7 separate regions of the Mus musculus genome follow, and all the other regions are linked to region 7. Evidence: chromatin contacts called from public ChIA-PET and promoter capture Hi-C data. All regions are on one chromosome and are shown on one strand. Each heading gives the region's core, a stretch centred on a gene start, on an enhancer-like site or on the middle of the called end of the contact. The rest is flanking DNA. Distances are from core to core; before and after follow the strand shown.

The links. Promoter capture Hi-C pulls out the DNA fragments that hold promoters and counts their contacts. ChIA-PET counts read pairs in DNA pulled down with a chosen protein or histone mark.
Region 1: a promoter capture Hi-C map of the HPC-7 cell line shows a contact between it and region 7. The contact joins the enhancer-like site here to the promoter of Rad54b in region 7. A contact is called at or near these places in 8 of 39 promoter capture datasets (the C10 cell line, the HPC-7 cell line, cranial neural crest and 3 more), 1 of 484 Hi-C or Micro-C datasets (bone marrow-derived macrophages) and 2 of 115 datasets of contacts at active chromatin or transcription factors (bone marrow-derived macrophages and large pre-B cells).
Region 2: a promoter capture Hi-C map of liver shows a contact between it and region 7, with 2.3 times the contacts expected there. The contact joins the enhancer-like site here to the promoter of Rad54b in region 7. A contact is called at or near these places in 15 of 39 promoter capture datasets (the 3T3-L1 cell line, 3T3-L1-derived adipocytes, the C10 cell line and 11 more), 6 of 484 Hi-C or Micro-C datasets (the G1E-ER4 cell line, bone marrow-derived macrophages, embryonic fibroblasts and 3 more) and 5 of 115 datasets of contacts at active chromatin or transcription factors (bone marrow-derived macrophages, embryonic basal ganglia, large pre-B cells and 1 more).
Region 3: a contact with region 7 is called in an RNA polymerase II ChIA-PET map of memory CD8 T cells, with 32 read pairs. The contact joins the promoter of Trp53inp1 here to the promoter of Rad54b in region 7. A contact is called at or near these places in 1 of 39 promoter capture datasets (pre-B cells), 2 of 115 datasets of contacts at active chromatin or transcription factors (embryonic stem cells and memory CD8 T cells) and 2 of 9 other capture datasets (adipose tissue and liver).
Region 4: a contact with region 7 is called in a promoter capture Hi-C map of pre-B cells, with 6 times the contacts expected there. The contact joins the enhancer-like site here to the promoter of Rad54b in region 7. A contact is called at or near these places in 16 of 39 promoter capture datasets (the 3T3-L1 cell line, 3T3-L1-derived adipocytes, the C10 cell line and 10 more), 2 of 484 Hi-C or Micro-C datasets (the G1E-ER4 cell line and palatal mesenchyme) and 6 of 115 datasets of contacts at active chromatin or transcription factors (bone marrow-derived macrophages, craniofacial prominence, embryonic basal ganglia and 3 more).
Region 5: a promoter capture Hi-C map of the HPC-7 cell line shows a contact between it and region 7, with 2.6 times the contacts expected there. The contact joins the enhancer-like site here to the promoter of Rad54b in region 7. A contact is called at or near these places in 12 of 39 promoter capture datasets (the 3T3-L1 cell line, 3T3-L1-derived adipocytes, the C10 cell line and 7 more), 3 of 484 Hi-C or Micro-C datasets (Sertoli cells, embryonic fibroblasts and liver) and 1 of 9 other capture datasets (liver).
Region 6: a contact with region 7 is called in a promoter capture Hi-C map of hippocampal neurons, with 6 times the contacts expected there. The contact joins the enhancer-like site here to the promoter of Rad54b in region 7. A contact is called at or near these places in 17 of 39 promoter capture datasets (the 3T3-L1 cell line, 3T3-L1-derived adipocytes, the C10 cell line and 12 more), 3 of 115 datasets of contacts at active chromatin or transcription factors (the NIH/3T3 cell line, bone marrow-derived macrophages and embryonic forebrain) and 1 of 9 other capture datasets (embryonic stem cells).

The regions. Positions count from the first base shown.
Region 1 is chr4:11,988,936-11,993,074 of GRCm38.p6, forward strand. All of the region lies in intron 4 of 1700123M08Rik (RIKEN cDNA 1700123M08 gene), which reads left to right. Among named protein-coding and RNA genes, the nearest start is that of Gm52722, 4.3 kb to the right of the region's middle. Within about 2 kb of position 1,801, at least 163 of the 459 cell types and tissues checked have an H3K27ac peak or open chromatin away from gene starts, as enhancers often do. A contact at or near this core is called in the HPC-7 cell line and bone marrow-derived macrophages, where this site is marked.
Region 2 is chr4:12,007,943-12,012,203 of GRCm38.p6, forward strand. No RefSeq gene overlaps it. Among named protein-coding and RNA genes, the nearest start is that of Gm46844, 3.9 kb to the right of the region's middle. Within about 2 kb of position 1,374, at least 148 of the 459 cell types and tissues checked have an H3K27ac peak or open chromatin away from gene starts, as enhancers often do. A contact at or near this core is called in bone marrow-derived macrophages, embryonic fibroblasts, hippocampal neurons and 3 more, where this site is marked.
Region 3 is chr4:11,154,847-11,158,659 of GRCm38.p6, forward strand. Trp53inp1 (transformation related protein 53 inducible nuclear protein 1) reads left to right here and starts at 1,595. Exons shown (of 4, transcript NM_021897.4): 1 at 1,595-1,701.
Region 4 is chr4:12,034,985-12,039,231 of GRCm38.p6, forward strand. No RefSeq gene overlaps it. Among named protein-coding and RNA genes, the nearest start is that of Gm52723, 10 kb to the right of the region's middle. Within about 2 kb of position 1,822, at least 26 of the 459 cell types and tissues checked have an H3K27ac peak or open chromatin away from gene starts, as enhancers often do. A contact at or near this core is called in the HPC-7 cell line, bone marrow-derived macrophages and pre-B cells, where this site is marked.
Region 5 is chr4:11,926,844-11,931,020 of GRCm38.p6, forward strand. No RefSeq gene overlaps it. Among named protein-coding and RNA genes, the nearest start is that of Pdp1, 38 kb to the right of the region's middle. Within about 2 kb of position 2,713, at least 15 of the 459 cell types and tissues checked have an H3K27ac peak or open chromatin away from gene starts, as enhancers often do. A contact at or near this core is called in the HPC-7 cell line, where this site is marked.
Region 6 is chr4:12,057,220-12,061,140 of GRCm38.p6, forward strand. Tmem67 (transmembrane protein 67) reads right to left here. Exons shown (of 28, transcript NM_177861.5): 15 at 1,302-1,358; 16 at 97-195. The region is part of intron 3 of Gm52723 (a long non-coding RNA gene); the gene reads left to right. Among named protein-coding and RNA genes, the nearest start is that of Gm52723, 12 kb to the left of the region's middle. Within about 2 kb of position 1,997, at least 3 of the 459 cell types and tissues checked have an H3K27ac peak or open chromatin away from gene starts, as enhancers often do.
Region 7 is chr4:11,556,478-11,560,719 of GRCm38.p6, forward strand. It overlaps Rad54b (RAD54 homolog B (S. cerevisiae)), which reads left to right and starts at 2,443. Exons shown (of 15, transcript NM_001039556.3): 1 at 2,443-2,536. LOC115489931 (predicted GPI-anchored protein 58) reads right to left here and starts at 3,342. Exons shown (of 3, transcript XM_030253962.1): 1 at 3,327-3,342; 2 at 2,366-2,815. The coding sequence starts at 3,342. It overlaps Gm35693 (a long non-coding RNA gene), which reads right to left and starts at 2,349. Exons shown (of 3, transcript XR_390401.4): 1 at 2,198-2,349; 2 at 1,437-1,554; 3 at 975-1,176.

The DNA.
Region 1 (4,139 bases), core at 551-3,050, 430 kb after region 7:
TGTGCCACAGTTGTGGGAAGACTTAGCAAAATGTCTGACGAAGGCTTTGAAGGGGAACAAGCCATCTAGATGCAAGGGGCAGAAATTATACTGTCCTCATCGTCTGCCCCTTATCTAAAGCTAGTGTGGGCAGTTTTATTTTTTCAAGTAAAAGTTTTCTATTCCCAAGTTGAAATGATTAAATTCCATCGGGTTTATGGGACAAAGTTGCCATCTTTCTCACTGAAAATGAAATAGTATCTCTTGTTACTGACTCAGACAAATTTGAGTTTTATCTGAGAACAAGCTTTTACTAAAAGACTTTTTAGTCAGGCTGTCCCTGGATTTGGAAAACATTGCAGCAAACATCTTTTGGGTTGTGGCTTTGCAAAGCATTTATGCAGCCACACAGAGCCAACCATTTCAGAGCTCTTCTTGCTTCACAGAAGGCCAGACATAAGACCTGCTCTGGCTGAAGACAATGTCAGGAGCAATGAAGAAGCCTGGGGCATGGAGCTATGAGCACCCCCTGTGTTGATCACTACGTTCACGGGGTTAAAAGGGCTGAAGTTAGAAAGTTGGAAGGAAGTGAAAGTAGATTAAGTAATAGGTGAGTAAACACAGGTTTACAATGGCATAAGCCAAGTCTTTGCATAAAGACTCATTGAGCCACTTTGCATACTGGGTCTCTGACTTCTAGCCAGCTATCTACCCAACGCATATCATTAATGCTAATAACAGCACACCTTCATTAGCTGCTACTGTGGGAACAAGGAGTATGTGTGAGGCATTGAGCTAGGCAGTTTGCATATATCTCTTCATTTAACTCAGAGGAGAAAAAGAAAAGTCTGTGTTCACTGTTCCCCAAAGTTAAGGTGGTCATGTTTACATTAGCCTGCAGAATGGAGAATAAGAATTGGTCTGAAGGTGTTGTGGCTATCCATGTGTACATACAAAATTGCAATTATGTATTTTTTAAAATGAAGGATGAAATCACTTGACCTCAAACCTCAGAGTGTCCCAATAAAACTGACCCACAAAACTCCTGCTGAAGTCCAGCCTGGCTTTACACCGATGGGTTAACAGAGAGAGGCCACAAGGCTTCAAAGCCCTTCCTCATACCAAGCTTTTTAATGGATGAGTCATAGGAGAAACCTGCAGCTTTGGGCCACAGTGGAAATAACTCATTTCCCCAGTTGCTCAGCAGCAAAACATCAAGGCCAACTGCCTGTACGGTCTAATGGTGTCAAGCACTTTCTTTTCTGGTCTTTGCATTGCTTTTAACATAATGAAACCAACTTTTGTTATCCCCTCTGGAGTTTCATTCTTAAGATCCTATATTTAGGTGTTTTCTCCTCTTGCTTAATAGGAGTCAGGATAAGAAACTCACCAGGCCTAAACTGTCAACTGCCAAAAATAAATCTGTTTTCCCTTTTAATCTTCGCATTAGATTTTGCCAAGCTTCATTACAAAACATGACTAACTACTCTATGGTTTTCACACTGTATGAGCTACAGAGCTTGACTTTCAAAACCCTGAGTGTGTGTTTAGTCATCATTGAAAAAAAAGAGCAGAGAATATTCTCTTGAACTTCTATCCTGTTTAAAATGTTAATTTCACATTAAACCATGCCATCAATGGATACTGATATCATGGGAATCAATGAACCTAGAAGTACCAGGCAGAATACGTATGTTCTGGAACTTTCTCCAGTATGAAATCACGCAAGGCTCTTCAGGCCTTTCAGTGTAACTGTTTCCTCCAGATTGAAACTTCCCTTCCTGGAGGAAATGGGGAGTGGCTCAGAGGACGCGGAAGGCTTGGAAAGTTACAAGATTTGTGAGACTCCTTCCCAAGTTGATATTGCTGGGGTGGGGTGAGGGCTGGGTGGAGGCCTGTAAGACTCTTTTTTTCAGTGCAGCTGCAGCATGTTGGGCAGGGGGCTCTCAGGGATACACTTTTCCTGAGTCATCACCCATGCTGGGGTGATCTTTTCAATGCTGTGGCTGCTTGTGTGCCACCCCTACCCCTGTGGATAACCCCAATAAACTGACTGGGTCAACATAGACCTTGGTAAAATCCTTTCTTTGATCACTCATTGGCACCGTATCTGGAATGAATGAACATTGCAGACCTCTCACGAGGAAAAGTCACACAACAAAGCCCAGTTAGAAACTGATAAGAACTTTTACAAAAATAAATTTTATGAAAACAAGGCCACAGTGTATATGGTTGCTAGGAAAGACAACATGTTTACTAAACAAGACATCTCTGCTGCTTAGTTTTTGTTGACTTGATACAACCCAGGGTCATCTGAGAAGAAGGAACCTCAGTTGAGAAAATGTATCCATTAGACTGACTTTGAGGCAAATCTGTGGGACATTGGTTAGATTGCTGAGGAGTAGCCCAGTAAGGGTGACACCATCCCTGGACAGGTGGGCCTCAGCAAGGCCCATTCCTTCATGGCCTCTGCTTTATTTACTTTCTGCTTCTAGGTTCCTGCCCTGACTTCTCTCAGTGATGGACTGTGATACAATAGACACGTTCCTTCCCCAAATTGCATTTGGTCATCATATTTTATCATATCAGTAAAACCCTAAGTAGGACAACATCTAAAGAGAAGTCTGCCTTGGGGGATGTAGTACAGCTTCAATCTGTTTCCTTTGTGCCTTGCATCTTTTTACCACACCTTCATGTTCCTACTTATATTCAGAATTCCAGCACTCAGGGCCCGAATTCCTCTTATTTGCTAGATCCCTGGGGTCCAAAGCTGAAACTGTGAAGCCTTCTATCTAGTGATAGAAATAGGTGCCATGAAAAGATTCATTCCTGCCACAATGGAGAACACTCTTTCATACAGAATGGAGCATAACTGGGGCTGTATAACTTTGGGGATGGACATGTTGATGAAGTGACACTTAAGATGGATTTCAAATGCTTGCTAGCACTTATCCAGCCAGAGAGAGAATGGGGAAGGGCACAGCAGAGAATGGAGATGGTTGGTGCAAGAGGTACAAATGTCTGAGGGATGGGGTGTCTTTAGCATGGTGATAGTGGTAAAGAGGGGACTAAGAAAAAGAAGAAAGTCAAACCAGATGCTGAATGCAAATTTCAAAAGGTCTGTAGTTCTAAGATACGGATTGTGGATCATGGAGAAGCAGGGACTAGAAGGGTCTCAAGGGAGTTCCTGGTCTGCCTAGATACTTGTTGGAAAGGCAACTTAGCTAGACAGGAGGCGGCATTAGTTTACTCCAGTGCATGAGGGTTATCCTGAAGTACAAGGAGACAGAATGGTAATGTGTTCATGTCTTCTGATGTTGGAGACTGCTGTTCCAGACCCAGGAGACTCAGTGGTGCAGCCAAAGGCCAGAGTACCAAGAGAATGGATAGTATAAGCTCAGAACTAAGTCAGAGTCAACAGGCAGAAGAGTTGCACCCAATTTGGAGACAATCAAGCAAAAGGAAAGAGTTCTTCTTATTCATTCCTTTTGTTCTATTCAGGTCTCCAACTAGCTGATGGAGTAGAGTCATCTGCACTGGGGTGGGGGACAGCTTGCTTCACCTCTACGGAGTCACATGTTAACCCCACTTGGAAACATTCTTGCAGAGTTGTCCAATTATCTGGACAGCTCACTGGCTGGCCCAGTCAATTGACACACTAAATTAACTGTCACAGGACCAGTGAGATAGCTCAGTGGGTAAGATTGCTTGCCATGCCAGCAACCTCATGGTGACCTGAGTTTGATCTCCAGAATTCTGGTAAAGGTAGGAGGAGAGAACAAACTATGGATTCGTTCTCTTACTTCCAAGTACATGTTATAGCATACATAACCCTCATTATGTACACATGCACATGGGTGGCAGACAGACAGACAGATACAGAGAGAGACTAAAAATAAAGCCATCAAAGCCAACACCTCCCTTTCGCCATTTTCTGGTTTCTCCTCCACTTTGCCATCTATCTGCTTCCAGAGAGACCTTCCAAGGAAGCCAGTCTGAGTCTTCCGCTGTTCTGTGAAGTCCTTCTGAGGCTTCTGCTGTCCCAGGACAGTTCCCCTAAGTACCTTTAGCATAACCTTCCTCTCTCCCTTTCCTTTTAGCTAGTTGCTAATTAAACTTCAAGTCTCATCTTAGGCCATTCTTCTGTTGCAGGAAACCTT
Region 2 (4,261 bases), core at 124-2,623, 450 kb after region 7:
CCATGTATGCATTATATACTGTGGTCTCTTGTCTGTTGGAGGCTGAAGGAGTCTGCTGTTTGCACACTCCACAGTTTGTTTATCCGTCATCCACCAGCAGATGCTCGTTTGGCTTCCAGCTCCGGGCTTCCAGGAGGACGCATGCGCACATGTCTGCTTGAGTCTATTCTCTCCCAAGCACTCTCAGCTCAGATACTTCACAAATCTACTCTCTCTACCAAAGTGATAAATGGGTTCTGCACACGGGATATTTTTCTCCTACTTTTTTCAATGTAACTCAATACCCTGTTATACAACTGAAAACACATGCTACATCCTTATTATAGTTCTTAAAGTCTGAGTCATAGCCCAACCCTCAAACAGGAAGGGAAACTCACGGGCACTTAGGAAGCACAGGGCTGGTCCCAGAAAGAGCTTTCTGAGTCTTTATCTCATAAAATAGGTGTAACAACTTTGCCAAACAAGGACTCTTATCTTTTACAGAGGAGTAAACTCAGTTTCAGGCAGGACAAATAGCATCTCTGGTCCCACAGCTCCAGATCCCAGATTAGAATCCTAACAGTTCTGTGGATCTGTAGAGCAATTACATAATCTTTTCTACCTGCTCCAATTTCATGTCCAACTGGAGAGATTAAACTAAGTTACAGAATACTGATGGTAAATTAAAAAAAAAGTTTGTAAAGGTTATTTTAATTTTATATCAACAAATGTTTGGTCTCCATGTGTATGTGCAGTACCCATGGAGGCCAGAAGAGGGCATCAGATTCCCTCTGGAACTGGAGTTGTAGATGGTTGTAAGATGTGGGGGCTGGGAACTAAACAGAAGTCCACTGTAAGAGCAGTAGTGCTCTTGGCCACTAAGCCTGCTCTCCAGCCCAGTGACCATAAATAAAAATGGGGATACTCACCCACTGGTTGGAGAGCAATCTGTGTTGGAGGTTGAACGTTCTCAGGACCTCTAAGAATCAGTGATTTTTATATCAACAGCAGTTAAGGGCAAACACATTCCTAGGGTGAGACTCCGCTGAGGAAAAGGTGGAGAGGACAGGGTTAGCATGGGCTATGTGAGGGGCAGAGATTGGCCCTTCCGAAGTAGACGGCACCTACTACAGAACACCAATCAGTTAGTTTAGAACAGAAGATTCCATGAACGTTAGACCAAGAACTGGAAGCTCACGCCTTTGGAAAGCAGCGTAGCCTTAACACTTGCATCAGGAGAAGTGTAGTCAAACCTCTGCCTTATTCTAACTGGAAATCTTGGATGAGCCATTAAAACACATGCTCCCATTGTTCCCTCATCTGTACAGAGAGCTTAATACCCACTCTGTAGCAATGTTGTGAGAAGCTGTGATATTCGATGAATACAGTGTTTGTCCCAGGCCTGACTCATGACGGCTCAGTCACAGGAGCAGCTGTTGTTGCTGTCAGTGACATGTGTATATGCAGCAGAGTGTGCCAACAGGGAAGCAGGGCACTTCCTCGTCTCAAGAGTGCTGACCCAGAGAGCACTTTAGGGAAACTTCGTGACAACAGAAGTCAGTCTGGAGTATAGACATGACATCAGTGGCAAAGGGGTCTTAGAGGTGACATTGGGGGTGACATTGTGAGAAGGGGGCTAGGGATGGTAGAAAAAGCTGGAGTAAAAAGTGAAGAGCTAAGGGAAACCAGAGCATCTGAGTAAGGCCTTAGAGAGAGGGAAAGTCTTGACAACTCCAAACTCACAGCAACTCCTCACAGAGGAGGAGCAGGCAGGAGGAGAGAGGGGGGTGAGATTTTCATGGCAACAACAGCCAAAACTAAGGCAGCAGAGCCAACAGTCTGAGGGATGGGGTGGGGGAGGCATCCCAAGGAGGTTGTCCTTCCAGAATGTTGACTTGGACAGGATGACAGGACACTGAAAAGAACACAGAGTAGTTTCCTTCATGAGCAATTGATACCAGAGACTATGAGGGGAAATCAGCACACCTGAGAGACAGACAGAGCACAGGAAGTATAGGGCAGACCTTCATAAACAGATTGAAGCACTCTTCATGTTAAACATTCCCATTGCTTCAAGCAAATAACAGCAAAAAACCAGGTGATTGTGTCTTTCATGGGGAAGTCACAGAGACCTGGATATGACAGACCTCATGTGGCCAGCCTTCATTTAACTAACCCACATGATTGTTCTGTGAGGCAAAGTGCCAAGTAGCCTGCACTTCTGGATGAAGGAGGGAGGGGGGTGTATAGAATGTTGCATTTTTCTTGTGCTGAGGAGCACTGATATTTGTCTGGATATCCATTATGTGTGAGCCATATGACAAGACATTAATACAGCACTAATTCTCATGCTAGGATGCTAGCACCCAATGAACGCTTGACTGGAAATTCTATGAACATTTCCTGGTTGCTAGGTTACTCACCAGAATATTACATTGTGTATTTCTTCACATGTTCCTGTGTATACACCACTACTTTAACCATGGTCCATTATTTTTTAAAATACAAAATAGATGAGCCATTATCATATGGTTTTGGCATTGTAGTGTGTACATGTGTGCATGAATGCACACTCACGTGCATGTGTGTGTGTGTGTGTGTGTGTGTGTGTGTGTGTGTGAGTGCACTTGTGATCAGGCATCACACATGCCTGTGTATGTATAAAGATCAAAGAACAACTTGTGGGAATTGATTCTCTTCTGCCTTTTGGATTCCACAGATGAAATTCAAACCACAAGGCCTGACTGAGCCGTGTGTGCCGCTTGTTTTGGATCAAAATCGTTCTCTGTAAAAATTAACCAATCTAAGAGTTATTCTTAAAGTTAAATTTTCCTTTTGCCTTTGAACTTAGTCTGATTATTTCTATGTAAATCACCTTGTTGATCTTCTCTCTAAGGTCTTAGCACACCAGAATGTAGTCCATTTCTTATCTGAATGAAATAGCATGCATCACTTCATTCTTGAAGTGAGTCTCGTCTCGTTGCTGTTCAGAGTTAAAGTGGATTGTAAATGAAAGTGTTTACCTTTTCTATAAGCAATGCAGTGTCTCCAAAGGTGCCTTCCAGGTAGGAGGGGGAGAGGGAAGAGGAGATTGAGTACTTGCTATTGTTTCAGGAGCACACATGCTCCTGAATATTAAAAGTCAAATCAGAAATATTCACACCACTAGCTTTTCCATTTAATGAAAGTTGCATTATCATGAGCTAGCAACCTAGGTGAAAAAGAACACCATGCCCACAGGAGAATGTTTTGAGTTTTTTTTGTTTGTTTGTTTGTTTGTTTGTTTTTCCAAGACAGGGTTTCTCCGTATAGCCCTGGCTGGCCTGGAACTCACTTTGTAAACCAGGCAGGCTGGCCTCGAACTCAGAAATCTGCCTGCCTCTGCCTCCCAAGTTGTGGGATTAAAGGCGTGTGCCACCACCGCCTGGCTGAATGTTTTGCGTTTTATTTATCGAATTTGAACAATACATTTGAGGTCTGTAGATGGTGCTCCTCACTCTGTTCCTACCTGACCCTGCCATTGTCGGTTTCATTGTTCTGCTTCTGCTACATCACTGTTTATATAAGGAAGAGACCATGTCTGCCCTGCGCAGATCCCTGGAACTCACATAGTGGAAGGAAATGACTGACTCTCCAAAATTCCGTTATCCTCTGACTTTTATTTCTTCCCTGTGGCCTGAGTACCTACACACACACACACAAATGTATACATGCACACATGTACACACACACCCATGCACATACACACACATGCACACAAAGAAAAACATGCTAAGAGTAGATGTTTACTCTTCTCATGACAAAGAAAGAAACAAACAAACAAAAAACACCAACCAACAAAAGAAAAATGAAACCAAACCAACAAAAACACAAAAAGAAAAAAGACATTTCAGCTGATACCACAGAACTACAAAGGATCCTAAGAGTCTTCCGTGAACAGTTATATACCAAGAAACTGTTTCTCAGATCAGCTCATTCACAAGTCACTTGATCTTTTTTAAAGTATATACTTATTGTATACACATTTTAAAATATGTGTATAGTGTGGGATTGAGCTTATTAACATATGCTGTGTACAATTCCTGGGTTAATAGTAATGGCCATGCAACATACATTCGACAATCAAAGTCAGTGAAGGGTGATGTACTGGCTAGTTTTGTGTCAACTTGACACAGCTGGAGCTATAACAGAGAAAGGAGCTTCAGTTGAGGAAATGCCTCCATGAGATACAACTGTAAGGCATTTTCTCAATTAGTGATCAAGGGGGAAAGGCCTCTTGTGG
Region 3 (3,813 bases), core at 345-2,844, 400 kb before region 7:
CCAAAATCTAAAATCCAGACTGAGCACAGATCACCCTTGAAGCATGTATGGTCAAATGATCAACACATACTGATCATTACCTGAGTGTCAGACCAATTCTCTGACTCCCTGCAGAGAGCAGAGGGTCTTGGAGATCAAAACCCATTTCTCCCCTGGAAGGCTCGGTGTTTTAAGTGTTTTTTTGTGGTCTGGAATGGGTTCCCCTCTCCTAATTTGGGGTTGGTAAATTAAACAACAGGGAGCTGATGGGCCCACAGTTTCAGGAAAACATGTCCAGGACTAGCCTGGACCAATCACCAAGAAGAGAACCCCTGCTGACAGGAGAAAAAGCACACAAACAAGGTCTTTGTCTCATGTCAAGAGGACGAGGAAGAAGCCAGATATTTGTCATCTTTATCTATAACCTGTTTCTTTGTCCGCACATCTGTATAGCCCAGCGGTTCTCAACCTTGTTAATGCTGTGACCCTTTAATACAGTTCTCATGTTGTGGTGACCCAAATATAAAAACTGTTTTTGTTACTATTTCATAAGTATAATTTGCTACTGTGAATTGTAAATATCTGTGTTTTCCGATGATGTTTTCTTAGGTGACAAACAGGCTGTGACTCGATGGTCTATCCGAGACCTAGGAGTCTCTTGAGACTACCAAGGCCAGAAGATTACATCTCAGCCCCACAGAATCCATATAACTGACAGGACCAACATGACTCCTGTCACTCCTAGTTAATCCCCCAATGTATGTGCAGTAGAGCTTTGGATTAGACTCTCTTTATAAATGTAGTGTCTCATTTTCTTCTCACTATAAATAGCTGGTGAGGACCTAGGCGTCCTGTGAATGTTTACATTTTGTAAAAAAGGTCATAACCTCCTCAGTTCTTATAAGGCTTTAGATGCAGACCCCTGGGAAGAAACAGAGGTAATTCTTCACTCGGGGTTCCTCTTTTCGGAAGTTAAGGCCCTTTAGGCCGAGTTCTGGCCTCCTCTGCCCGACTTTTGTCTTTCTAGAGCAGACTCTTGGGGGGCAAGACCTGAGAGCTTCCTGTTCAAGTTCATAAGGCAGACTAGGCCCCGGCTTACTGTCTAAGGGGTGAGGAATGAGTGGGACACAGGCATCCCATGTATTTGGGGCCCTGACTTCTTTTAAAACAATGTCCAGCGGTGGGTTGCCTTCAGCATCGCGACTATTGGTTTCTCTCCACACTGACCAGAGGAGCAACTACTATCCCTAACCAGCCCCTCAGCAAAAGGGGGCTGAGTGCCTTGTACCCACACTCTGGGCTCCTCACTCAGCCGAAGCGGCTCCGGGGGTCGGGCTCTTCTCCTCTCGGTCCCGCCGGCTCCCACCACGGCCAGTCCCGGGCCGCTGTTCTTCCCCCTCCTCCCGCTCACCCGGAGTGTTCTCCGGCTCCCGCTTTGTTGCCCGGGCTTGTTTCTGCCCCGGGCGCGCCGCCGGCCCAGTGCCAGGTCACGTGCGTTAGTGACAACCTCTCGCAGGGCGGCCCCGGAGGCCCCCGCGCAGCCGATTGGTCGGCCTGCGGCTGGCGCGGCTCGGGGCGGGGCTGGGAAGCCGATCAGCTGTTCCCAGAGCTGCACAACAACAAAAGGACCCGGACGGGCCGGCGGCGGCCAGGGCAGCGACCGCAGCGCAGGAGCCCGGCCTGCCGCAGCTACCTCAGCACCCGCAGCTCTGCTCGGCTCACGTAAGTGCGGGCTACACAGGCGGGAGGGCGGCGGTTGGTTGCCCGCTCTCTGGCTTTCATGCCGGACTCTCTCCCTGCCGTGACGAGCACGGCGACACCGAGAACCTGCGGGTGACGGGAAACCTGCTCCGTTACCCGGAGACCCGCCCGACCCCTCCTGACCTCGCGCATCACCGAGCCTGCACCTGTGGGGAGAGCACTTCCCGTCGCTTCCGTCCTCATCAGTTTGGTCGCTGGCACTTGGGGTGTGCTAGAGACTGCTGTGGGTTCTAAATACTTCGTTTCAGTCGCGACCGCCCTGCGAGGCCCCAACATTGCTTATTTAAGCGGAGGAAACTTGGAGGCACAGAAAGTAATTTTAAGGCCACACAGCTAACTAAAAGGAAGCGGTGTTTACTATTTGCAGAGGGATTTCACGTGCAATTCCTTCATTTTGCTTCCACTTTCACGGTGTGTTTACTCCGTGTAAAAGTTCAGAGCAGATTAACGGGGAACCCCTTTCCACCTGTTAACTCCTTAAAGACTAAAGGAGTTCCTGGCTGAAAGAGCTCTTTCAGAATGCTGAGTAGTTTTGAGCTTGGGTCTTCGGACCGACATCATTACAAATGCCCCAAGATCTTTCTCCCCCCCCCCCCCCTTTGGTTTTATTCGAGACAGGGTTTCTCTGTATAGCCCTGGTTGTCCTGGAACTCACTTTGTACACCAGGCTGGCCTCGAACTCAGAAATCTGCCTGCTTCTGCCTCCCAAGTGCTGGGATTAAAGGCGTGCACCACCACGCCCGGCTATGCCCCCAAGATCTTAAAAATCACATCTTTGGTGGTGATTGTAAGGTGTGAAAACACTAGGCAGCTTGTACAAGCCTCAGCCACTATAATTTTCAAAGTCCTTGCTGGAAACCATGGCCTACTAATTTTTGTGACCAGTGTCTCTTTTGTTTTTCATCTTGTCTTTTACTCCTTTCTGCTCCCTAGTGTATTTCTCATGGAAACGACTGCTTTCAAAAGTTAAGGTTAACAAAGCAGTGAATTACCAACCTAACCGCTCTCTGTTCACTGTTTTCAGACTTCTGAACAGGATGTGGTAAGTCCTTGTAAATTAGCTAAATAGACAGAGGTGTAAGGAGCACAGGCAACTCTTTTGGCTTGGTATTTTTGTAGTTCAAAATTGATTTTTAAATTACTTGAATCAAAGGTGGCCCATGCCACCAAGTACTAAACAGGTGGCAGTGGGAGAATCAGTTCAAGGCCATCCCTTGTTTCTGACTAAAAGAACAAACCTTTTTATTAGCATCTTTGTTTTTTTGAACTGCTAGGTTCTCTTCTTCCACCATGTATATTCTGGGGATCACACTCAAGCCATCAGGCTTGCCACCATACACGTTGCCATGTTGAGTTATCTTTCTGGCCCATAAGAAATCATTTTTGTTTGTTTGTTTTGTTTTAATTTATTTATTATTATATCCAAGTACACTGTAGCTGTCTTCAGATGCACCAGAAGTGGGCATCAGATCTCATTATGGATGGTTGTGAGCCACCATGTGGTTGCTGGGATTTGAACTCAGGACTTTCAGAAGAGCAGTCGGCACTCTTAACCACTGAGCCAGCTTTCCAGCCCCACAAGTAATCGTTTTAAGGTTGCTTTTCATCAGTATGTTTAGCCAGCTGGTATTTCAAAACTGCATTCATCAAAGTTGTGGGTGCTTTTGTTGTTGTTTTTAATTTTAAAAGATGTTTTTGGAGCCTCCTGCTGGCAGCCAAAGCCACTGAAAAGTGCTAGTCTCTGAAGTTTTTAGAATCAGGCTGGAAGGAGCCTGAGGTCATGTGCAGGGAAAAGCAAGGAAGGCACCAGGTTGAAAGGATTCCTGCCCTACTGCTGCCTCAAGACACCAGCTCACTTGCTGTTGGGCAAGTTATTTTCACTTCATTCTGGAGCTCAGTTTCCTCATCACAGGTCAGAGAAATAAATCTCTCAACTGCCTATCACAAACCATAAGCATTCTGAGATATATGTATATGTACATATATATGTATATATATATATATATGTACACACACACACACACACACACACACACACACACACATATATATCCTTCAAAGAAAAAAATATAT
Region 4 (4,247 bases), core at 572-3,071, 480 kb after region 7:
ATTAATTTTTTTTAGAAAAGCTGAGACCCTGAAAAGCTGAGTCTGCTCTTCACTGCCACCTGCTGTTAATTTCAGGGAAGTCTTCACAATGGTCAGTTGGAAAGTTTCAGATTACGATGACTTCATGTAGAGAAAACAATATGAAAGCTCATCTGTTCTAACAGCGCTGACAATGCATGGTAAACTTTTAAAACTGTTTCCATCTTGGTGGCATCCTGGTGGCACCCTCTGGCTTTATTCTCCACTCTCATGCTCACTAAGAAGGCTGACCATGTTCCCAGGCACTTATGCATAGAACTTATATACAACCCATTCAGATCTCACCACACACTTCAAGCTTGCATAAGTGACATGATACCTATTACAGTGTAAGTGAAATGTAAATAGTTGTTAGACTGTATTGTTTCGGAAACAAGAAAGAGAGAAAAGGTGTTTCCGTTTACACGTGTTCAGTTTGGATACACAAAAGAAAATTTGGCACATATCTAAATCTTTGGATCTCAGATTCTGGAGGGCTGACTGCATTTATTTGAAGGTAGGAGAGGTGTGTTGGTTTCAGTCACCATGAAAAAAAAATACCCAAGAAAGCTCAAAGGACTGATTGGTTGAGTTTGCTTTCAGTGGTGTTATTTCACAGATGGCTGGAATCACTGTTTGGTTGATGGGGCAAAACATCATGGTAGGAGCTTGCAACAGCAGGGAGCTGCTCACCTCAAGGCCTCTAGGAAGCTGAGGCAGGAGGCTAAGGGCCCTGCAGAAGCACCCCTCCCAATAAAAACCAATTCCTAATAACCCATCTCCTATGAAATCATTAATGGATAAAGCCATTGAGAAGTCAAGACTTGCATGGTCCAGTCACCTCTCATTAGCATCACTGAGAACCAAGATTTCAACACCTGGGATTTTGGGAGGCGTGGTTCATATACAATTCAGCCAGGAAAATTAGCTTGGCTAACTCTACATGTGGTTGAGATGAGACATGATGTAGGGATCTTTTACCCTTTCTTTCAACCTCATCTTCCCAAACCTGACACTGTCCTGTGTTCCTTTGTGTGATGGACAGCTGGGTAACACATGAGTATTCTACCATCAGGCTCTAGAAACAGAAGGCAGAGTGCAGGAACACACGGGAAAGCACCCATGGGGGCATGAAGGGAGTCACAGCTGTATTTGGGATTTCTAAGGAAAAGGCAATGCAAGGCAGGCAATTGGTTTAGGACAGCATAACATGAATAGGGTTCTAAGCCACCGGAGATTCCTCATTTCCTGGCCCCGGAATGATGCCTCCTGAAGTGGGGCTTAGGGTGAATTAGTCTGTATAATATACCCCAGTCATGCTCCTACCTAATTTCTCTAGTTCTACGAACTGGCTCTAGGAGGAGCAGGATCTCCTAGCAAGAAAGAATAAGGAGCTGACACTTCATAGTATAACGAAAAAACATAAATCAAAACCAGTATGTCTATTCTATTCAAATTACTTCTGCTACTGATACAGTCATTCTGTAAGTTCTGTTCCTCTAGAGAACTAAGATTAATACACTAGGCAAGTCTTCTACCACTGAGCTACCCTCGCCCCCCACTCCTGTTGTATAGTAATATAAATTCTTAGTATATTAATTACTCTTTGGGAAACTCCAAGTAGTGAGCCAAGAATGCTATATCTGGTAAAGATGTAGCAATTTTCCTGGTAAGTGAATAATTTCTCACTTGAACTCCCAGCTGTTTCTGGCAGACCTGGCACATGGTCATTAAGCTGCCTTGCTTCCTACTTCCTGTTATATAATGTGGACTTCCCCTTAGATGAGGCCAGTCAATATTTACATACAGGAAACAGACACAAGCTTCCTGTTTGAAAGCACTGAGTTAAAAGTCATCTTGACCTGTGAGGTCCCCAGGCTGGCTTTCTCCAAAGGCAGCAAGCTGTTTATACAAGTATTTTAGGGGATTGCCGATGAGAAGGATACAAAGTACACAAAAGTTTAAAAGAGCTCTCTAGGGTTTGTTTTATTGTGAAGTGGTATAAGTGGAAGATATAGCCAGGGCTGCTAGGAAATAGGTGAAAGTGTTAAAGGTGCTACAGAAATAAACAAAAGGAAACAAAGCATGTGCCAGAGCAGAGCACAGGACTTAAAAAAGTGGGTGTCTTAGTTAGGGTCTCTTTTGCTACAATGAAACACCATGACCAAGAAGCAAGGTGGGGAGAAGTCTACTGTAATTCTCATAGTTCTGCCTTTATATTTTACTTGACCTTTTCCCCTTACTGCTTTTAATATTCTTTCTTTGTTTTGATTATTATGTGACAGGAGGAATTTCTTTTCTGGTTCAATTTATTTTGAGTTCTGTAGGCTTCTTGTATGTTTATGGGCATCTCTTTCCTTCCTTCCTTCCTTCCTTCCTTCCTTCCTTCCTTCCTTCCTTCCTTCCTTCCTTCCTTTCTCCCTCCCTTCCTTTCCTTTCCTTTTTCCTTTGCTTTCCTTTTTGCTTCCCTTTCCCTTCCCTTCCCTTCCCTTCCCTTCCCTTCCCTTCCCTTCCCTTCCCTTCCCTTCCCTTCCCTTCCCTTCCCTTCCCTTCCCTTCCCTTCCCTTCCCTTCCCTTCCCTTCCCTTCCCTTCCCTTCCCTTCCCTTCCCTTCCCTTCCCTTCCCTTCCCTTCCCTTCCCTTCCCTTCCCTTCCCTTCCCTTCCCTTCCCTTCCCTTCCCTTCCCTTCCCTTCCCTTCCCTTCCCTTCCCTTCCCTTCCCTTCCCTTCCTTCCTTTTTTGTTTTTTTGAGACAGGGTTTCTCTGTATAGCCCTGACTGTCCTGGAACTCTGTAGACCAGGCTGGCCTCGAACTCAGAAATCCGCCTGCCTCTGCCTCCCAAGTGCTGGGATTAAAGGTGTGCACCACCACGCCCAGCTGGACATCTCTTTCTTTAGGTTAGGGAAGTTTTCTTCTATAATTTTGTTGAAGGTATTTACTGGCCCTTTAAGTTGGGAATCTTCACTCTCTTCTAAACCTATTATCCTTAGGTTTGGTCTTCTCATTGTGTCCTGGATTTCCTGGATTTTTTGGGTTAGGAGCTTTTTGCTTTTTGCATTTTCTTTGACTGTTGTGTCAATGTTTTCTATGGTGTCTTCTATACCCGAGATTCTCTCTTCTATCTCTTGTATTCTGTTGGTGATGCTCGCATCTATGACTCCTAATCTTTCCTAGGTTTTCTATCTCCAGAGTTGTCTCCCTTTGTGATTTAAAAAAAATTGATTCTATTTCCATCTTTAGATCTTGGATGGTTTTGTTCATTTTCTTCTCCTGTTTGGTTGTGTTTCCTGTAATTGTTTAAGGGATTTTTATTTCCTCTTTAAGGGCTTCAGGTTGTTTACCTGTGTTCTCCTGTATTTCTTTAAGGGAGTTGTTTTTGTCCTTCTTAAAGTCCTCTATCATCATCATAAGAGGTGATTTTTAGATCGGAATCTTGCTTTTCCAGTGCGATGGTGTATCCAGGACTTGCTATGGTGGGCGAACTGAGTTCTGATCATGCCATGTAACCTTGGTGTCTGTTGCTTATATTCTTACACTTGCCTCCCACCATCTGATTATCTCTAGTGCTACTTGCCCTTGCTATATGAAGCCTGTCCTTCCTGTGATCCTGGTTGTGTCAGAACAGAGAGTTCGGCTGTCTCTGTGATTCTATGATCCTGAGATTGTGGGTGTGTCACAGCTCAAGCTGCCTCTGGGACCCTGAGATGCTAGTATGACCAAGCTCCTGGGATCCTGGACATGTTAAAGCACCTGGGAGTGGAGCTTCCTCTGGGTGTTGTAGGACTGGCTATGTCATTCGCACCCAAGAGCTGCTCAGGGTACCAGCCCAGACTGGAAGGAACCCATGCTACTGTTCAGGCAGAGTTCCTGAGTCCTGGGTCCCTATGATCCTGGGAGTGTTAGAGTGCCTGGGAGTAGAGCTTCCTCTGAGTGCTGTGGGACTGGCTGTGGTGTTTTAGCCCAGGGTCTGCTCAGGGCACCAGCCCAGACCGGAAGGGACTTTAAACGTATCTTGAACCCATTTTTTTTCCTTAGTAGAAAATAATCTACTGACTCATGAAGCCAAAGTTTGCTTTCAATAAAGTAGTCAACATAAGATAATCTATTTACAGCCTATTATTTTTAATATTTAGTTATAATTGAAAAGCAACACTTTGGAGGAGTACTCTTTAAAATATCAAAATGTGTGGAAAAAATCCTATGTTGTGAAAAGTATCACCCAGTTTAACA
Region 5 (4,177 bases), core at 1,463-3,962, 370 kb after region 7:
AATGGTTAGCAGCAGAGCCAGACAGTAGACTGATGGCCTGCCAGTTCAGTTTTTCTGCTGAGGTTGTTACAAATGACTGTAACTTTAATGGCTTAAAACAAGATGTATTTATTGTGTCACAGTTCAAGGAGTCAGGAGTCCTAAAATCAAGCTGACAGCCCCATCATTCCTCCAGGAGGCTCTAATGGAGATGCTGCATCCGTACCTTTTGCAGCTTCTAGGGGCTGCTCACATTTCTTGGCTTGGAGGCCATTCCTGCTTCACTCTTATCTCTTCGTTTCTTTGATATGATGTATGTCTCCTGCCTTCATCTTAATGAGGATCCTTACAATCATATTGGGACAAGCTGAATGATCGAGAATACCCTTCTATCACTAACATACTCACAACAGGAAGTCTCCTTTGTCTTATATGGTAGTATATCCACAGCTCCTGGGGATTGGAGGCAGACATCTTTGAATGCTCATTATTTAGTCTGACCCTGGGTGAGAAATTCGAGGTCTGGATCAAGTAGAAAATGGGCAACCACAGCACTTTCCTTTCCCTTGTCCCTTGTACACCTTGCTCTACGTAAAGTGAGAGGATATCAAAACATAACTGAGAAAGGACATGCAGGGGGCATATCATAGGCTAGGAAATGTGCTAGGCTAACTAGAAAAATGCTAGAGAAATGCATGCTGGAAGCTGTCATCTGTTCCAGCTGACTCTCTCGGGGTATCAGAGAGCAAGTAGTAGAGAGAGATCCAACCTGCCTTAGCCCAGGAGAGCTGCTCTAGGTAAATGATGGTTGTGTTGGTGTGTATATGCTCAGTCCAGGGAGTGGCACTATTAGAAGGTGTTGTCCTGTTGAGGTAGGTGTGTCCTTGTTGGAGTACATGTGTCACTGTGTGTATGGGCTTTAAGACCCTCATCCTAGCTCCCTGAAAGTCAGTCTTCCACTAGCAGCCTTCAGATGAAGATGTAGACCTCTCAGCTCCTCCTGCACCATACTTGCCTAGACGCTGCCATGTTCCCACCTTGATGATACTGGACTGAACCTCTGAACCTGCCAGCCCCAATTAAATGTTGTCCTTTGTAAGTCTTGCCTTAGTCATGGTATCTCTTCACAGCAGTAAAACCCTAAGGCAATGGTAATGCAAGCCACTGTACTGACCCCTTTGACACTGGAGGAGCTAAAAGGAGTTCTGATGTCTCTTTTTAGTTTGGCCTTCTGAAGCCTTTAAGTCCATATACATAACTTAGAGGGGTCTTTGTGCAGTGTATTTACATTATATATACTCCTAACAGTTTAATCAGTTGGAAGTGGTCACAGTTATCAAATTAGCTATCATAATATCACATGCTTATGTTCAATTAATGCTTATTTTATTTAATAATGGCCCCAAAGTGCAATATGATATAAAGGAGTCACCAGTGTATAAGACAAGGACAGATAGACTGTCTCTGACACTGTAGGATAGACTGGAAAGACGTTGTAGTTTGGCACTACCTCAGATATTCAGCTTGCACTATGAGTCACGGAGTATCCTCTGAGGACAAGGAAGGAGTGCCACATGGCTGCACCTGGTGAAAATAAACAAGGTATAAAGGTGATTTGGCTATGATAGCTGTCATCCCATTAGGCAGGTGATGTAGCTAATCTGACTGGCTAGGCATATGTTCCCTTCTTCCATGTTCCCAGACCATGTGTGTGTTTCCTGACAAGCTGTACATATGCTTGCAGAGAAAAACCTTTCTCAATAGAAGATCCATCTTGGGTCAAGGATCTATGAGAGGCTCAATCCCTTGCTAGAACCTCCAAACAAAGTTTGGAAGTCTATTTGTAGGAGAATACAGTCAAGTTTTCAGGATTCTAAATACGTCTAAATCATTGGCTACATCCAGCAGTCTGTCTTTCTTTGAGAAAGTAAAATAAATACTCAAAATGTTCTAAGTATGACCATGTTCCTGCCCCAGTCTTCATATTATTTCTAAAAACTATTTTTCATATGAACAATAACCAGACACAGTCAGGAACCACATAGAAAGAGCAGATACCAGGAAAAGGCATCACTACTGAAACTCTCATGTGCAAACTATACACCTCTGCTTACTGTGTAACATAAATGAAACATAGGCTTAATAGTTTTAACAGGGATCTGGGGTCTGTATATTAAAAGGTAACAGCAGAATTGAAACAGAGCTAAATCGGAATCCTACTATTTGAAAAAACGCAACAATCCCAGCACTTGGGAGGCTGGCATAACCTTGAACCATGAGCTCAAGGCCATCCTGGGCTACACTGTGACACCCTGTCTCAAAATATTGTAACAGCCAGGCTGTGGGTGCAGTCATAGTATAGCTACAGGATGCCTTTTTTATGCTTAGCAGGCTTGAGATGATTGAGTTTAATCCTTACATCTTTCAAAAGTTAATAGCCAAGCCTAAGATTTTAATTCTAAGTTACACATGGCTGAAGGGAAGATTGGAAAACCAAAAGATGAGAGACAACAAACTATTAGAATGTAACACAGAAAAACAGCAATAATGGAAAATACAAAGAAAATTAAGAGATCCGGATGGACCCAAGGAGAAGGTCTAAAAGATTGGTTGAAATATCAAAAGAAAGGGAGTCTGGGGCAGAAGCAATAGCCAAGGAAACAGTGGCATATGATCCAGTCTCCATATGAGTCACCCTCAGTTCTGGTCTCAGGTCATTTCAGGAGTCAGCCCAGCCAGAGCACCTAGAGGTCCTCTAGGGGGCAATGTTGCCTAGTCCAGGTGCAACCAGAGCTTGGCAGAGCTGAAAATGTCCAAATGCTCTTTGTGGATGAAAGACAAGGCAGTTAGCCTTGAGAGGAAACGACCAAGTTCCAACCTGACAGTAAGAGAGGAAGAGAGACGGAGATATAGAATGACTCTTAAGCACAGAAACAGGCTGCCCTGTGTCCGGAGCACAGAGGCCAAGGTGATCACAAGACTGCAAGAAGCAGGCACTAGGATATCAAGAACCTCTGAGCCACAGGGACATTAAAGCCTCGATCTTGGGGCTGTGGAGGCCATTATTAAGTTATAAGCGGAGTGGGGGATATGATTGGACATATATTTTGGAAGAACTGCAGGGGTAGAGCTGGAGAACTGACTGAAGAGGGGAGTGTGGTGACCAAGCATGCCGTGGAGCCGTTATAAGCCACGTTGATGGAAGCTGAAGATAACCTGTGCTAAGTAAGCCAGGTATAGACCAAACAGCAATGCTTGATATGGGCACTCTCATAGGTATTCTTATGTTTGACTCATTGGTTCAAATTGGGAAGCATAGTGTTTGTGGTTATTAGAAACAGTATGTTTTTGTATTTTTTCAATTTCTTTTTAAATGTGTTTATCTTTTAAACTTACCAATAATTAACATAGCTTTAGGAATAAGGGAAAATCAATTAAAATATTTCAACTTAGACAAAAATCTCAAAAGAACATCAGGAATGTAAATTATTCAATTCGCATGCTCTACCCACTACAAAATATAGTTTAAAAGTAATATGGACTGTTTAACTCTTTGGCACAGGAAAGACACATTTTAAATTCATTAGAACGGATTTGAATATTCAAATTGCAGAGTGCTCATACGGACCTTTATCCTGAGACTCTGCCTCATTTCCAGCGGGTCCTTCACGAGCACAACAAACAATTCATTTAAGGCAGTTCAAAAAGGGAAAGTGGAAGACTTTGGTCTGCAAGCAGAGAAGGGTCTCGTTTCTGCCCGTGGTTTCTGGCTTTGCCCGTCACTCCTCACCATATAAGGCATTTGTGTTGTCTCTCTTGCACTGATGATCCCTGGTGTCCTGATATGTTGGCCCAACAGCATAGCTCCTTCCATGGAAAAAAGCACTGAAGCAAGTCCTCCGTGAGAGGCTCGCTCCCCATTGCTTCTGCCCAACTCTTGATGCCCAGAGCTGTCACTTAGAGCTGCCTTTCTCCTGCCACTTTGGGGATGTTGTGCAAAAGAGGGACTCATCATCCTGTCTTCTTAAGACCAGTCTTTGTCCCAGGCCTGTCAACAATGCCAAGGCTGAGGTACTGTCCTTTTCACCCACCAGGAAAACCTTCTACACTATCTTTCCAAGTGGAAAGGGCATATCACATCTGCTTTTCCCAATAGGTCTGGGTTGTCTGTCACAGATCTTTAGACTTTGGAGAAACC
Region 6 (3,921 bases), core at 747-3,246, 500 kb after region 7:
AAATCAAAGGCAACTTTCTTCTTCATCTTCTAGCTGTATGAGAAAGATCCAGAATAGTCAAAAGATTAAAAGTTTTCACCTAAAACCAAAGTGTACCTGTAAATCAATCATGGGGCTCCCGATGCGCCTCTTCCATCCCGCTGTCTTCAAAAGAGATGATAGCACAGCCAGCCCACCCAACACACCCAACGCAATCTAAACAAAAAAGAAGACAGAAAAAACAACATTTAGAATACACTTCCTCTCATTGGTACTGAAAACCCCTGTAAACCGAAAGTGACATTTTCTCAAACACTGAAGGGGGAGCGCTTGAAATGACATGGGAGCTGAGAGAGATTCCATTGGCTAAGTTTGGGGGAAACTGAGCAAGAAAAATGAATAGCAATAGAATATAAAATCACCCAAATTAAATATCCATGAGATCATACTGACTTAAACAAAAAATTGAATAAATAATTTGTGAGGGCAAGGGTAAAGTTTTGCTTTATAATAAAGTTCCAATTTATGAGTTCAGAAGAAAGGAAAGAAACACAGCAGGCAAACGCCACCGCCGGGATGCTTTCTGCAGACAGGCATCCCAGTGGGCACCAGGGTTAGAGGGCAGCAGCTGTAGAGATGGCTCAGGAAGTGCTTGCCGCACAGTTGGGTCCCCAGAACCCATGTAACACCCACATAAAAAGCAGTGTCCTGTGACTGCAGTCTTAATGCTGCAGAGGTAGAGATCGAGGATCCTTGAAGCTTGCTGGTCAGCTAGACATGCCAAATCTGCGAGCTCAAGGTTCAGTGAGAGACTTCTCTTAAAAAAGAAAAAGGTCTACAGATCTATAGAATCTATAGATTCACACACACACACACACACACACACACACACATTTGACTCCAGACACTGAGCAAGGCCTGATACATTCCTTTGGCATCTTTAACAAAACTACACAAACTCAATTTAATCATGGGAAACTTCCAGAAAACCCAAATTGATGGTCAAAAAATGCTAACAAAGTATCATGGCCATGAAAGACAAAGAAACACTGGAGCACTGTCACGAACTGGAGGACATATGGCAGATGTGACAACTGAAAGCACTGTAAAATCAGAAAAGCGATAGAGACAAACTTGTAATCTGTAATAGCAAACATTATGCAGGTAGGTCTACGTCACTGTCAATTGCCTGGTTACTATCACTGCATCATAGGGAAGCCAGGACAAAAGCACATGAAAATCTACTTTCACAACTTTACTAATGTTCACATTTTAAATCTGAAAAATGAATGTAAATATTTAACAAGTTAAAAGGTACTCACATCTGTGTGCACAGATGCGTCTCCTTGATTCATCTCATACTTCACTGAGAAGGAAATCTGGGATTGTAAAGAGAACAGATCAGTCAGACTAAAATTCAGTACCATACACCTATGTTCATAATAAATTTGTGGCCAGATCTTGCCAAGAGCGCTATATTTTTAACGGTCCCTATTACGGATGTTGGCCTTTATTCACACAGAGAGAGATGCTTTTTTTGAGAACTTTTACACTTCACTAAATTTCTCTCTTGAACATGCATGAGAGGAAAGAGGGTTTCTTGGGAACCCAGGTCTCTGGCAGTAGTCCAAGCCAAGTTAATCAGGTTTCACTTCCAGACAAGCTTTTGTTGCTAAGACATATGATTGACCTTGTATCACAAGTTTATCAACCGTCCCCTAAGAAGGCAGAATACTCAAATGTCTGAACAGGAATCCTGTGGACTGCATGGCATTACAATACAAGAGAAAGCACTGGTGCTCACAGAGACCAAAGGGACCGTCACAGGCCCTGTGCGGGCTTAAGCTGGGTCCTCTGCGTATGTTATGGTTGTGTAGCTGAGTGTTCGTGTGGGACTAACAGCGGGAGTGTGTGGGGGAGATATTCCTGATGCTTTTGCTTGTGCTTGGGACTTTTTCCTCCTCTGTGTTGCCTCACTCAGCCTTGATAGGAAAATTTGTGCCTGCCTTTTTAAAAGGTAACTGAGGAGGAGTGCATCTGGAGAAGAGGGGAGGTGTGTGGGGGACTGGGAAGAATGGAGGGAAGGGAAACTGAAAAAAGATACAGGAGACAAAACTGGCGTATGAGAGGTGGGAGAGGCAGTTCCTTTGGCTTTCTCAGGGTTACAGAAGAGTGAGTTCGGGGAAGGATGGCAGAGTCAGGAGTGCATTGTCAGAAGTAGAGTACCAAGGTAAAGATGGCTGACCTTCCTGGGAGATTTTCAGGGAAGACCAAAGTCAAGCTCTGGAGTGGACGCAATGAGTGAAGTGGTTGGGAAGTGGAAGGAAAACAACCAGTGCAGGCTGAGGAGCTCGCAACACCGAGGAAAGAGCTGGCTGGCTGTTAGCTGCTTTAGTGTGTTTTTAAGGTGAAGTACCCCAAGAGTTTTATAAGCGAAGGAAAGGATCTATCAGAGATGCTGTCTGAAAGGGACATCACACAGGCACAAGGTTAGCTGAGGAGGGGACAAACAAGACCAGGAGACAAGGTGCAGAGTCCTTTCTTAGGTGGTAAAGAGGAAACCCAAGGGAACTATTGTTGATTGCTGACCTGCTTGGTGAGTCAGGAAGTGGACCCAGCTGCTGAGGCTACCGAGGACATGTCACATATGTGAAGGACAGCTGGGTGCTCAAAACTCAAACACAGCCTTTGTCAGGGCTGTCATAAGGAATGTAAGAGGACATAATTATACTTTAATTAAAATGTATTATAATTTAAAATTATCAAACAACTGTATATTTTCCATTTACAATAAATTTGAGGTGAGCCTCATCAAATCAAGGTAGTTCATTACTCTAAATTTCTTTTTCTTCTATCTTTAATATTTATTGATTGATTGCGTGCACGTGCATGTGCGTGTGTGTGTGTGTGTGTGTGTGTGTGTGTGTGTGTAGGGGCACATGCATGCCATGTCACATATGTGAAGGTCAGAGAGGACCACTCTGGGTGGTCAGTTCTCTCCTTCCACCATTAGGCTCTTCTGGTTTTGGAGCTGTGCTGTCCGGTGTCTGCGGAGCACCCTAACCCACTGAGGAACCAGCTGGCGCTCCTCTTTTATTTCTTATATTACAGTTTCTCAAGACTTAGTTTGTAAACTATGGGCAATAATAATATTTAAAGAAAGAGTGCTTGTGTTAAAATAAATGTACTCACTAGGAAATTTTAATGCAGGATCCTGTAACTTGGCATGTTTCTGTATTGTCTTCTCCAGTACTAGTGTATGTAAATCCAGTGAACAGAAACTGATCTGACCTAATTGTTTTTAGTACTACAAATGAGGAAAAGGTCTCATGTACGTTGTATTATGTCCCTCTTTTTGCAGTGGTTCTCAGCCTGTGGGCCATTACCACCGCAGGGGTCTCATATCAGTTTATTTATTTCCAATTCATAACAATAGCAAAATTAGTTATGAAGTAGCAACAAGAATGATTTATGTGTGTCTTTGAGCCCTACCTATGGCAGAGAGGGGGCTCATACACTCACATACACTCACACAACATGAGGAAGTGTATTAAAGGGTCGCAGCGTTAGGAAGGTCAAGAACCATGGCTCTTTTATGAGAGCCTGGTCACAAGCAGGGCAAGAGCACCACACCTGCTAAGCAACACAGAAGACTATTAATATAGATAATAATAAAAAGCAGAATGACAGACATGAAAAGTTATTAGTGAGTGCTGGTGATAAGGAAAGCTTGTTTCCTTCTTCCCATGTCCCAGAGGACAGGTGATCTACAAATCTCCAGAAGAAAATAAAGCACCCAGAATTTCCTGTTTCACTCTGTCCCTCTCTCGCTCATCTGTCCTCCGAGCAGGAATGCTCTCTCCGAGGGACGGACCGAGGGAGGCACTGGCCATGTGTGACCAGGGTTTTCCAGGGTTATTCTTTGGTACAGCCTGCCTTTTG
Region 7 (4,242 bases), core at 1,193-3,692:
TCTGCCTCCCAAGTGCTGGGATTAAAGGCGTGCACCCCCACTGCCCGGCCAGTTTATGCTCTTACCCACGTAGGCAGTCCCAAACCAAATCGGGTGGTGTGAAACTTCACACCAGCCTCCCCACATTCCCCTCTGCACTAATTATAAAGGTCAGATCTCCTCTTCTTTGGGGGATTTTCTCTGAAAGCTTTCTTCCTGGGGGCCTCCCTTATTACATTATTCTGTCCAGGATGGCTCTCCCTTACTCTTATCCTGAGCTATCCTGAGCTATCCATTGCAATGAAGTTCTCCAGGCTTTAGGGGAAAGCTTCTGTTTTCCTTCATGTTGTTTCTGGTACATTGTACTGCGGCCTTTGTCGTGCTCCTCCACTGGGAGCCCCTCATGGCAAGGCCCTTTCTCTAATAAACATCATTTCTGAATGGCTGTTATGTGTCCGCTCCTTTGACAAACCAGCCTGCTGTATTGCTCTTCTCTTAACAGTTCTGGGCCACACTGCCTTTAAAAACCAAAGTGTAGTAGTGCATGCCTTTAATCCCAGTACTCAGGGAGGCAGAGGCAGGTGGATCTCTGTGAGTTCAAGGCCAGCCTGGTCTACATAGGGAGTTCTAGGTCAGCCTGGGCTGCACAGTGATACTTTGTCTAGGTGAGTGTGTGTGTGTGTGTGTGTGTGTGTGTGTGTGTGTGTGTGTAGTGGAAAGGGGATAGAGAACCTTATTACATTGTTTGCTTTGTACTTAAAACTGCTACTGACTGAACTTAAAAAACAAAACGCCTATATTTAAATGTTTATAAAGGGGCTAGAGAGATGGCTCAGCAGTTAAGAGCACTGGCTGCTCTTGCAGAGAACCTGGGTTTAATTGCCAGCACCCACATGGTACCTCACACCTGTCAGTGACTCCAGTTCCAGGGCTTCTGACACCCTCACACAGGCATGTATGCAGGCAAAGCAGCAGTGCACATGAGATACAAATAAGCCATAGAAAAATGTCCATATTTAATCTTTGTACCTGTAGCTTTTCAGATGAAGTGAAATGCTAACTATGAAGAAGAAACTTTAGTTCACACTCAGAAAGCTAGAAGAATTTTAGCACGAGGTTGCATAGCAGGGTGACTGCAGAGAGAGTTGTACAGTATATCTCAAAAAGCCAGAAGGAAGGGTTTCCAAAGTTTTCACCCTAAAAAAAAAATAAGAATTTAAAGCGGTAGGTGTGTTTACCTTGATTACAATACATACACAAGTAAAAGCGTCTCATGGTGCCCATTAATGCGTAGAATTTTTGTGTCTATGTCATTTTAACAAGACTATTTACTTATTTATGTGTCTGCCTGTTTGCTTTTTGAGACAGTCTTGCTATGTAGCCCAGGCTGCTCTCTTATGGTGATCCTTCTGCCTTAACCTCCTGAGTGTTGGGATTATAAGTGTGTGCCAGCATACCTGACTTCACCCCGTGGAAAGAGAGGCACCATAGTAGCAGCAAACAACAGCTTTCCACCTGCAGCGGCCGGAGGGGTCTCACCAGAGACCTCTGCTCAGATGAGGCTGTGCTTCTTAACTTTGCCAAAGAAAATAATTTCAGAAGTCAGTGGGAAGCCAAATTTGAGTTAAGAGATGTTAATGTAGATTTAAGCAAGGCTTTAATAGAAACTGCATCGCTAATTGTGTGAGTGAGTGTGTGTGAGTGTGTGCATCTTAAGAGAAAAAAATCACTAAATATCTTACAACGGTCATATACAACACTGGTGGCTTCTGAAGTTAGACTGGTCAAAGGTTTCTAAAAAACCTTGTTTTCGGAGGAAGGGTCTACTTAAGTTTTATGTCTATGGGTGTTTTGCAGGCACTTAAGTTGGTGTACTTCATGTGTGCAGTGTCCAGAGACACCAGAACAGGATGCATTTTAATTGTCAAACGTGTATAAAATCTAGTGAATGACCTTTAACCACTCTCTCTTTTCAAAGGATCTATCTCCAGAATTCTTAGAGCAGAAGGATCAGCAAGACTTTGTCTATCAAGACCTTGTCTACAATACTTTAAGATAGTGTCTTTTTTTTTTTAAGTTTAAAGGAGCTCTTCTCCTTTTCACGAGAGTCCAATAATCACGCATCTGTTTTTATACTCCTAGACCTTAAAAGGGCTTGTAAAACAGGGGCTGCAACTACTGTAGCTCAGTGTCACTTGAGTAACAGGATTTCGTGTACCTCAGTGGTGCACACACTTCTATGATCCGAATCCTAATTTATTGATTTAAGTTGTGAGGCTTATCGCCTCAGCTAGGACCTGAAGACTGAAACCAAATCGGTTCGTTTTAGATCTAGCAGTCAACCGGAACCAAACCTAGACCCACGTAAAAGGAAGTGCAAAGGTACCTGCAACGGTTGTCCAATCAGAGTCGGGGGCGGGACCAGCACTGCACGCCGTGGTGCGCATGCTCGGCGCCCGGCCCGTGGTTGGCTGTAGGAAGGCGGGAAGCTCGAGCTGGTCGGCGGCAGGCGTTGGTACCTGCTGCGGGGCGCTCGCGATTTCGGTCAGCCTGCGGGGTAGGTCTCTGCAGCGGAGGCCCGGGGAGGCGCGTGCGGGGCCTGGTGCAGGATGGCGCGGGTCCCGGGGAGCTGGGCGAGGCGGCGGGAGCGCCCTCGCTGGCTGGGCAGGGGGCAGGGGGGCGGGTCCTGCGGGCCGAGCGATCTCGGAGGCCACGGCCCCCGAGGCCGCCTGGGGCCAGAGAACATCAGGTGTCAGCCAAGAGCTTGTGGAACCATCTAGCACCTCCCCTAGGCGAATTACCCACCCACTAGTTCTCTCTCGCCCTCTCTCCGCTCCTGGTTTCAACAAACAAACAAAAACACACCATTTACATTAATTATGGAGGATTTTGTAGGTAGGTAGATTGGAGTCCCAAAGTCTAAGGGGAATTTACAGTATGAAATGGAAATCTTATTACCCAACGTGGCTGGAAGCCAAAAAGCAGAAATAGCAAGGCCTGTTGCTAGCTGTTGGAGTTTTATTTATTTTCTTGCATCCTAGAAGTTGCCACACCCTCTTCCCCATGTAGTCCAGAGGAAGGCAGAGATTCTGGCTATGATTCTATAATCCCTCTTGTCTTTCCTCTCCTGGGACCTTTGTTGTTTCTGATTTCATAGGATTTTGTGGATTAAACAGGCAACAGTAATTATAAGTAATAATATTACAGAAAGTATTTGAGTACTGTGTGTCAAGCTTTGTTCTGAATTCTTAAATTAATCTCACCGTTGCATAGTCGTATGCTTGAGTGTGATTAAGAGTGAATAAGACACAAGAGGAGACACGGATTTAAGCTAACTGCAGAATCACCTGCTGGGAAGGTCATTGGTGCACAGTTATTAAGGCAAACATGATGTGCTCCAGATATCAGCCTGGGCTGGCCGTTTTCCTTGGGAGACCTAATCTCAGCCGTAGCGTGTTACAAGCCTCAGAAATCGCAGCATTTCAATAGAGCTGCCAAGTGGCTTTACATCTAGGGCCTGTAAAAAAGGTCTCAGCAAAACTAGTTTACAAACCAGCTAGAGCCGGTCGGAGATGGAAGATCTCAAGTTCAGAGCCAGTCTAGGATCTATAGAGAGCCCTTGTCCTAGAAAACAAAACAAACTAGTAAAGATGCTAATATGTTTTGGGAAATAAACTAATTTCTGTAGTTCACCTTTTTAAAAAAAAGATTTATTTTATGTACACTGTAGCTGTCTTCAGACACACCAGAAGAGGGCATCAGATCCCATGACAGATGGTTGTGAGCCACCATGTGGTTGCTGGGAATTGAACTCAGGACCTCTGGAAGAGTAGTCAGTGCTCTTACCCGCTGAGCCATCTCTCCAGCCCCTGTAGTTTACTTTTAAATGCATCAACAAATTAGATCAACAAAGCACCAGTTTCATAATTTGCTTTAAGGTTGTGCTTGTAGTGATGGTTTGTATTTGAAGAAACCACAGAGCATGACGTCCACCCAAATCTTTTAAATGAGTTAAAATTTGCATCAGATAGTTAATGTATTTCATTTTAACATTAATGAAATTGAGAATAGCTTTCAATGCAATGGTGGATATAAAATAATGCCATATTTGAAAATTTATGGCATTTTAGATTTAACAAAATATGATATATTTAACCAGTGTAGTTTGTTATAAAGATAACATTGTCTTTGTGGGAAATTTGAAGTTTGAAAAGAACTCAGAATAAAAATCACATTTTAATCTAACATGCGGAGATAATCAGT